Regions from separate parts of the Anser cygnoides genome. Here region 2 is linked to region 1. A link is a contact called in public Hi-C data. All regions are on one chromosome and are shown on one strand. Each heading gives the region's core, a stretch centred on a gene start, on an enhancer-like site or on the middle of the called end of the contact. The rest is flanking DNA. Distances are from core to core; before and after follow the strand shown. Region 1 holds the start of EPN3 (epsin 3). Region 2 holds the start of LOC106034613 (ankyrin repeat domain-containing protein 40-like).

What was found. Hi-C and Micro-C count contacts between places; a contact is called where the count stands out from the background.
Region 2: a Hi-C map of liver shows a contact between it and region 1, with 20 times the contacts expected there. The contact joins the promoter of LOC106034613 here to the promoter of EPN3 in region 1. A contact is called at or near these places in 2 of 7 Hi-C or Micro-C datasets (both in liver).

The regions. Positions count from the first base shown.
Region 1 is chr19:6,376,426-6,380,197 of Taihu_goose_T2T_genome, forward strand. EPN3 (epsin 3) reads left to right here and starts at 1,354. Exons shown (of 9, transcript XM_066980256.1): 1 at 1,354-1,591. LOC136786660 (a long non-coding RNA gene) reads right to left here and starts at 2,493. Exons shown (of 3, transcript XR_010825926.1): 1 at 2,085-2,493.
Region 2 is chr19:6,639,742-6,643,324 of Taihu_goose_T2T_genome, forward strand. LOC106034613 (ankyrin repeat domain-containing protein 40-like) reads right to left here and starts at 1,700. Exons shown (of 5, transcript XM_048064385.2): 1 at 938-1,700; 2 at 199-347. The coding sequence starts at 1,080.

The DNA of each region.
Region 1 (3,772 bases), core at 104-2,603:
CGTGGGCATTATTTGTATTAGTGTTAATAATTCGTGCTGTTTGCTGCGTAACTGAGGTGAGCGACCTCCCTGGCCTTGCGGGCTGCATACCAGAACCAACACGTGACGCAGGGCCTGAAGACACCATCGCTGTTAGGGAGGCTGGGAAGGGGGATTCCAGGAAAAGGCCGTGAGCGGAAGGTGACGGCACGTTTCCAGAAGGTTCTCAGTTGTAGAGGGGGCCTGGGTGAGCAGCCAGCTTGCGCCAGAGCTGAGGGAAATGAGCTTTAGAGCCTCGCTGGTTCACCACTTCCTATAGTGACGGTGTAGACCACCCAAAAACCCCCACGTTTGCACAGTTCTGCTGCTGATTGTAGCAGAGAGGATGAAGAGCGGCAAGCTGCCTTCCTGGGCCCTCTGCCCCAGCTGAAGTGTGGAGAAGAGAGGGCGAGAAATCCCCAGGAGCGGGGCGGTGGGAGGCTTCCCTCGGGGTTGCCCCAGCGGGCCGCTCTCCTGGCTGACCCGACGGAGGGCTGGATGCGCGAAGCGCTCTTCCCACAGGCCGCAGCCGAGAGCGGGACTGGGCGCGTGTTCAGCTTGCTCGGCCTGAGCCTGCCGGGGAAGCCGGGCTGATGAGATCCACAAAGCCCCTGGAAGCCCAGGGCCTCCCTGCTGGCTTCTCCCCGCGACCCAAGGCAGGGCCTGGGGTGAGATGGATCTGCTCCGTGGTGGGGGCAGCAGCAGGGAGGCGCGATCCCCTCCCCAGTGCCTCGGCACCCGGGAGATGCTTTCTATTATGGAAAATGCCAGTGATATTAAAAAAGATTATATATATCCATAATACTTGAAGGCCTGTCACTGATTAAAATGGAAGGCAGAGGCCGGGAGAGTGGGGGTGGCACTGAAGCAATCGAGAGACATGACTTATTTTGTAATGTCATCTGATGCCTCCCTCTCTCCCCGAGCCAGGCTCTGGGAGCTGTTCAGAGCAGGGGAAGAATCTGCTCCAAATTTAGATCCGGGCAAAAATTTTGCCGAACTCAAATTGCAGCGGCGGCCTTGGGTACCAGAGAGGGAGCTGCATTGCTGGGGGGGGGGGGAGGTCAGCATCATTCGGAGGCGCTTCCAAGCCTGGGGATGGCTGGTTCCTGTCTAAAAATAAGGGGGGGGGGAGGGAAAAAAAAAATCAAAAAAATATATATATAAAAAAAAAAAAGCGAGCAGCGCCTGGCAGCCTGCCAGCGAGGGGCAGTGACTGAGCATTTAGAGCATCCCCGCCTCCCGCATGCGGCGGGGCAGGGGCTCGGCGCCGCATCCCCCCCGGGGTTAGCGCACCGGGGGGGTGGGGGGGGGTGGATTCAGGGTCTCGGGGCCGGGGGGGAGACCCACGTTAAGGGGCTGGAGGGGGCCGGGCCGGGGCTCGGTCGGCCCCGAAGGGGTTAAGGCGGGCAGCCGGGACCTGCCCAGCCTGCCCGGCAGCTCGGCGGCGCGCAGCAGGCAGCGGGAGGGCTGCGGCCGCCTCCTGCGCGCTCCCGCCGGTGCCGGCCCCCGTGCACGGTCCCGGTCCCGGTCCCGGCCCCCGTGCGCGGCGGGGCCCCGCCGCTCCGCCGAGGTAAGAGGGAGGAAGGGAGGGAGGAAGGTTCTGGACGGCCCCGAGCATCCGCAGGGGGGTGCGGAGCGCAGGGGGGGGATGCCGGGGGATGCGGCTCCGGGATGGGCCCGAACGGGGCTGGGGGGTACCGGGGGGTACCGGGGGCTGCCGGGGTCCCGCCGCTCACCGGGGGAGGGTCTCGGTCCCCGCCGGTCCCCCGGAGCCGCCGGTGCTGCCCGCCGGGGGGCTCTGCCTCCATTTCGGGCGCTGCTCCCTCCCGGCCCCGCACCTGACCGGGGACCCAGCGAGCCCCCCCGGGTGCCCCCGGCCCCTGCCCCCTCTGCCCGTGCCCCCTCCCGGTGCCCCCGGCCACTCCTGCTCCCCCCTGACCCCGTTCCTGCCCCCCACCCGTGTGTGTCCCCCCCCCCCCCCCATCCCCTCAGCCTCCGCAGTGCCCTGCGCCGGGACGCGGGCGATGGGGACCTGTCCCCAGCCCCCGGTGTCCTTCTCCCACCTGGCAGCCTCCAGCTCAAGGTCACTGCAGTAATTCCATATGAGCTACCGGGCGCTGCCGCCTTATCTCCCGCACAGCTTCTGTTTCACTGCCTTTATATTCCGGGGGGATACCGGGCTGGGTAAAAACCCGCTGCTTCCAACGCCGCTGGCAGCGCTCCAGCCAGGGCCGCGCTCCTCCACCCGCTGTCCCAACCCCTTTTCCCAGCTCTATCCACGCAGACTTCGCGGGAAGCCTGGTGAAATCCATCTGGGACCCGTTCTCCGGCCGGGACGAGCGGTGCCGGAGCCGGTGGCATTGGGCTGGGGCTCTCCCGGGCATGGGGACCCGCTGGGGACAGGAGGGGACAGCCCTCCCCGGAGGCCGATGGACGGGCGCGCCGGTGTTTGCTGGGCCGGTGGCACCTTTGGAAAGCTGACTTTATCTTCCTGAGGGGTGGCGGTGGAAAGCAGAGTGCGGAGCCAAGTCCCGGAGGACTTTGCCGCGCCGCTGCCCTCGTCCCGAAGGCGTTTCCGCGCCAGCGTCGCGGCCGCCCGAGCGAGGCTCTCCTGGTGGGATCCAAAGGCCGCGCCGAGCAGCGGCGTTGCGAAAGGAAATCGATACAGGGAAGCGTCTGGGGAGAGAAACTTGGGCCGCCCGCGAGCGCGGCGGTGCCAGGCTGCTCTGACTCACGGGGACGTCGCCGGCGGAGCCACGGTGCCGCCGGCCCGCCGGAGCAGGAGGTGCCGGACCGGTTGCACGGGTTGCACGGGAGCATGGCGGGTGCTGTGCGTGGCTTGTGGGCACGTCGGCACGGCCCCGGCGTGGTTCTGTGTCGGCCGGGGAAGCGGCGTCCCGAGTTCGAGAGCCCAGTGCCGGCGGTGAGGCCGGCCGCGGCGCGGTGGCTGCGGCGCAGGGAGGTGCCGGCTTCGTGAGCCGGGTGTTGGGACGGGCACCGGTAATCGCCGGCCGCGCTCGTGGCTGGGCAGGGGAGATAGGGCTGTGCCCGGCAGCCTTATCGCGGAGCGGGGAAGCGTTGCCGGTGAGTTTTGGGGTGGGAGCTCTGCGAGGAGCCCAGCTCCCAGCCCGGCTGTGGGGAGCTCCGGCCTGCTTCCAGCCTCTGCCTCTTGGCTTTGCTGGTCCCCCGAGACAGTGAGGGTAGTGGTGTTTGACAGCCCCGCAGGTGAGACCAGCATGGAGCAGGGCACAGAGCTGTGATGGGGTCACAAGAAAAACGGGGCAACGACAAGCCACGTGGTTTTGCTGGCGAAGGATGGGCACTTCCCAGCAGGAAGGGACAGGGGCAGCTCCCGGCCCTGCCAGCCCTGGTTGGTGGCACGGCAGGGACCCGTGGTGACAAGCAGCAGCGTCAGGGTGCCCGCGGGTGCCTCGTGGCCACCCCACAGGAAGGGGATGCGGGTGCAGGTCAGCCGGGAGCCTTGTGGGCGCATTTCAACAGCGGCCACCCGTGCACAGGGTAGGCTTGGGCAGGATCTGGGGATTTTGCAGGGGGTTTTGTGTTACCCGCCCTGTCTGCTGGCCTGGCACCGGGATATCCCCCTGGTTTAGCAACCAGGATAGCCCCCTGATTTAGCAACCCCACAGCAGCACGTGTTTCCATCCCAGACGCAAAATCACCAAGTTTGCTCAGCAAAACCGTCAGGGCAGGCTCTGAGTCACACCAGGCCTTTATTTTCACCCAATGTGTC
Region 2 (3,583 bases), core at 450-2,949, 260 kb after region 1:
ACTAATGTCAAAGCAGTTCAGAAAGCTGCACTTACAGACTAAAAACCATTTAGGAGAAGTTACGTGATACATGTCTATTCCCCAGGAGCTATCTAATTAGATACAATAGTCCTACCCAAAGTTTTGCCAGTCTACTGATCCGGGTAAAAGCATAAAAAGACCACAAATTCTAGAGTGCTTTTAAGATAGGAACAGTACCTCCCAAAATCTTCCGAATGTCTGGTTTCGAAGTTAACTGTGCAGCCAGCTCTCCGGTGGCCGTGAGGATCTGCTTGTCCGCACCGGCAGCCAGCAGACAAGCCACCACCTGGGCATGGTTCCGCTTGCAGGCCCAGTGTAGGCACGTCCTGTGGGGAAGGAAACAGAGGGGTTGTGCTCTCAGATATACCCCAAATCCTCCTCGCCGCCAGTCAACGATTCACCTGGGTTGCACGCAGAACACCTGGGAATAAAATTTCCTTCATTACATCACGTTTTATCTTTGAAGTTAACAATTGTGTTCCAAGTTCTCTAGGGCAAGGCCCATTCCATTGTGAGCCGTGCTGGTGAAGCCTAAGGAGAGGTCCCAGCACAAACAGGTGGTGACAGGTGGAAAGAGGACAGGCTCCCTTCATTACGATCCTCTTTAGCAGTAAACCCCAAAGCCTTCTGAGGTTAGCATTTCTTTTTCAGTAAACCACAAAACTAACGTGCTGCGTCCTCGAAGCAGCGATGACTGGGTGAAGCGACATTAAACTCAGGGTGCCCAGATTTACGTCGGAAACCCTGGGGCCGACGTTGTCCAAAAGCCCTGCCCGAGGCAAGGGCAGCACCGGCCTCCCCACCGCGGGGCCGAGGGCTGCCGAGCCGCGGCCGCCTCCCTCCCCGCCCGGGGAGCCGGGTCCCCCCACAGCCCCCAGCGCCGCCCGCCCGCACCCCGCGCCCCGCCGCCCCTCACCAGCCGTTGACTTCGTTCTGGGAGTTGGGGTCCACGCCGAGCCCCAGCAGCCTCCGCACCTCCTCGGCGTCCCCCAGCGCCGCCGCCTCCCGCAGCCGCTCCTGCAGCTCCCGCTCCTCCAAGGCGCTGCTCATCACCGACATCCCGGGGGCACGGGGCCGGTACACGGATCCCCGGCCCTCGCTGCCCGCCGCGGGGCCCCGGGAGCCCGGCACAAGGCGCGGAGGGGACGGAGGCCCGGGCGGCCTCCTCAGCGCCGCGCCGCCGGGCCCCCAAAGCGCCCCCGGCCCTCCGCCGCCGCGAGCTCCCTCACGGCCGCCGCCATCTTGTGCCCAGGGGCAGCGGGCGGCGGCGGCTGCCCGGGGCCGGGCTCCCGTTGCCTTTCCTCACGGTTCTCGCCCCGCTTGTTCGGCTCGGAAGGGAACGGAGGAACGCAGCGGCCCCGGTGGGGTGGAAACACCGCGCTGCCTGCGCCGGTTCTCCGGCCTTGTGCCTGCCCTGCAGCCATGGGGCTGGGGCTGGGGCTCGGGCTCAGAAGCCCCCGGTGGAGAGCACAGCCCCGCGCTTCCTGTGGGCGCCCCCTGATAATTCCCAGCCCGGGTGCCTCTGGGCACAATTAAATCACTAATTAAATCACTGCAGCGTGGGCTGGGGCATTCGTCAATTTCAGGGTTTCTATTTTGGCATCAGTGTCTGCCACCAATGAGAAATTTGCACTAAGACGATTTTTTTTTTATTCCATTGCCTCTCTTTTTTCAGCACTTATTAGTCACATTATTTTTAACCCACCACTTAATTTAGGACTTGTGTTGCAGACACATTGGACAGCCGTGTTCCTGCTGTGATAGTTGCAACAACACAGAGAGTGTGCCTGCAGCATTTACCACCCAAACTGTTCCCAAGCGCTTATCACCATAAACGAAGCTTCAAAACACAGAAGCAGAGGAGCAATCTTCTTCACTTTAATCAGTTGGGAGAGGCTGAGGCCTGCTGAGTGTACACCTTTCTACTTCTCTACGTGAACACCATTTTGGGGTCCCTCCTCAGCCAAGGCTGTGGGGTACATGAGTGCTCGGCGTCCCTGCAAACAGCCCCCATGAACGCAGCTGGAGTGTGCAGCAGCAAAGGCGACGTTTTTAAATAGCACGACAAAGGTCGCACCGTGACTCAGAGGCATTTGCTTTAAACCAGATCACATGCCTTTGATCTCATGCAACAGACTGCAACAGGCTTAGCAAAAATTTTGCTCGGCTCGTACAGAAAGACACAACCAACTGCATGAACAGTTTGGCTTAGAGAATGGCTTGCAAACAAGACTTATCCTCTTCTGTTAATGTTTAGTGACAACTGCAAATACGGACCTCAGGGACCTGGAGTCCAGCCTTCACCTGGACACTCTTGTCACCTAGATCTTTTTTGTTGTTGTTGTTGTTAAACTCATTTCCTTTTTCAATAAAAGCTGTCTTAAATGATCCCACTTCTCAACCCAGGTCAGCACCCATGATCACATTTGCCTGTCTTTAGCACCCATGGCATGCAGCTGTAAAAATCAAACATAGCACACACAAATGTGAAGAAGTGGCCGATCTTATAGGAAGCAAGAATACTCTCTACCACACCACGACAGCTTTAAGCAATCCCAACTTATTAAACCTGGAAAAAAAATCCAATAGGATAAAGGGGCAAAATAGCCTGTGGGCCTCTTCCAAAGTGGTGCATGACCTCTCTCAGACCAACGGGGAAAATCTATTCAAGCAAAGAGAGCAAGATGAGGCCTAGAAAAATAAACATACACCCTAGGCCACGGGTAAAACTGCTCTGTGCCACTAGGTGTCATAGCGGAACAGCAAGAAGGGCCCGAAGCGTAGCTTTGCACTTCTTGCTACGGTTGTAAAACGCCTTTAAATTTTCCCCAGCACATCCATAGTGTCTCCATACAGCTTTGATCCTGCAGATTTCAAAACTCTGCACAGTGCAAAGGGGCGTTATGCAATGTTGTAACAAGGGAAGGGAAGCCCTGCTCAATGAGCGGATTTATTTAGGGTTATGGGGCTTTTCTTTTTGCTTGAGCTCCTCTCCCAAGGCCACTGCCAGGGCTTTTAAGGACTCGAAGGCGATGCACGGGGACAGGCTCTCTCACGCTCTCTGGGGATGAGTATCCTACTCTCTAGTGTTTGTGCCAAGCCCTGTTAAATGCAGCTCGGGTTCACCACTGCTTAGTTACACAATGTACTTCTCCCTGGAGTCATAAGATTTCCTCTCGCAAGAAAGACTGTGCGGAGAGGATTAGCAGCAAGTGTGCTTGACTCCAGCCGCCATTGCCCGTCCTGTCTGTGCCTTGCGCCCTGGAGCCTCAGCCCAAACTCGCATGCGTTACCCCATTTATTGGCACTAGCATGCACATACCAGAAACAAGAAAAGCCAAGAGCATGCTCTTTCCTTGTTCCTTCCCTCCCCATTACCATATGGCAGTCGTTTTTGTGCCCATGCCTGGCAAGCCCCCATTCACACCTGTACATGTATTTCCGTAGTGTGGGCAGCAGGGCCTGTGCGGGCTGCAGGGTGCTGGCCATCTCCTTTGGATGCTGCTGGGATCTGCACCCTGTGCTGTGCTGCCAGCCCAAAAGCTAGCAGTCAGTGTGCCTC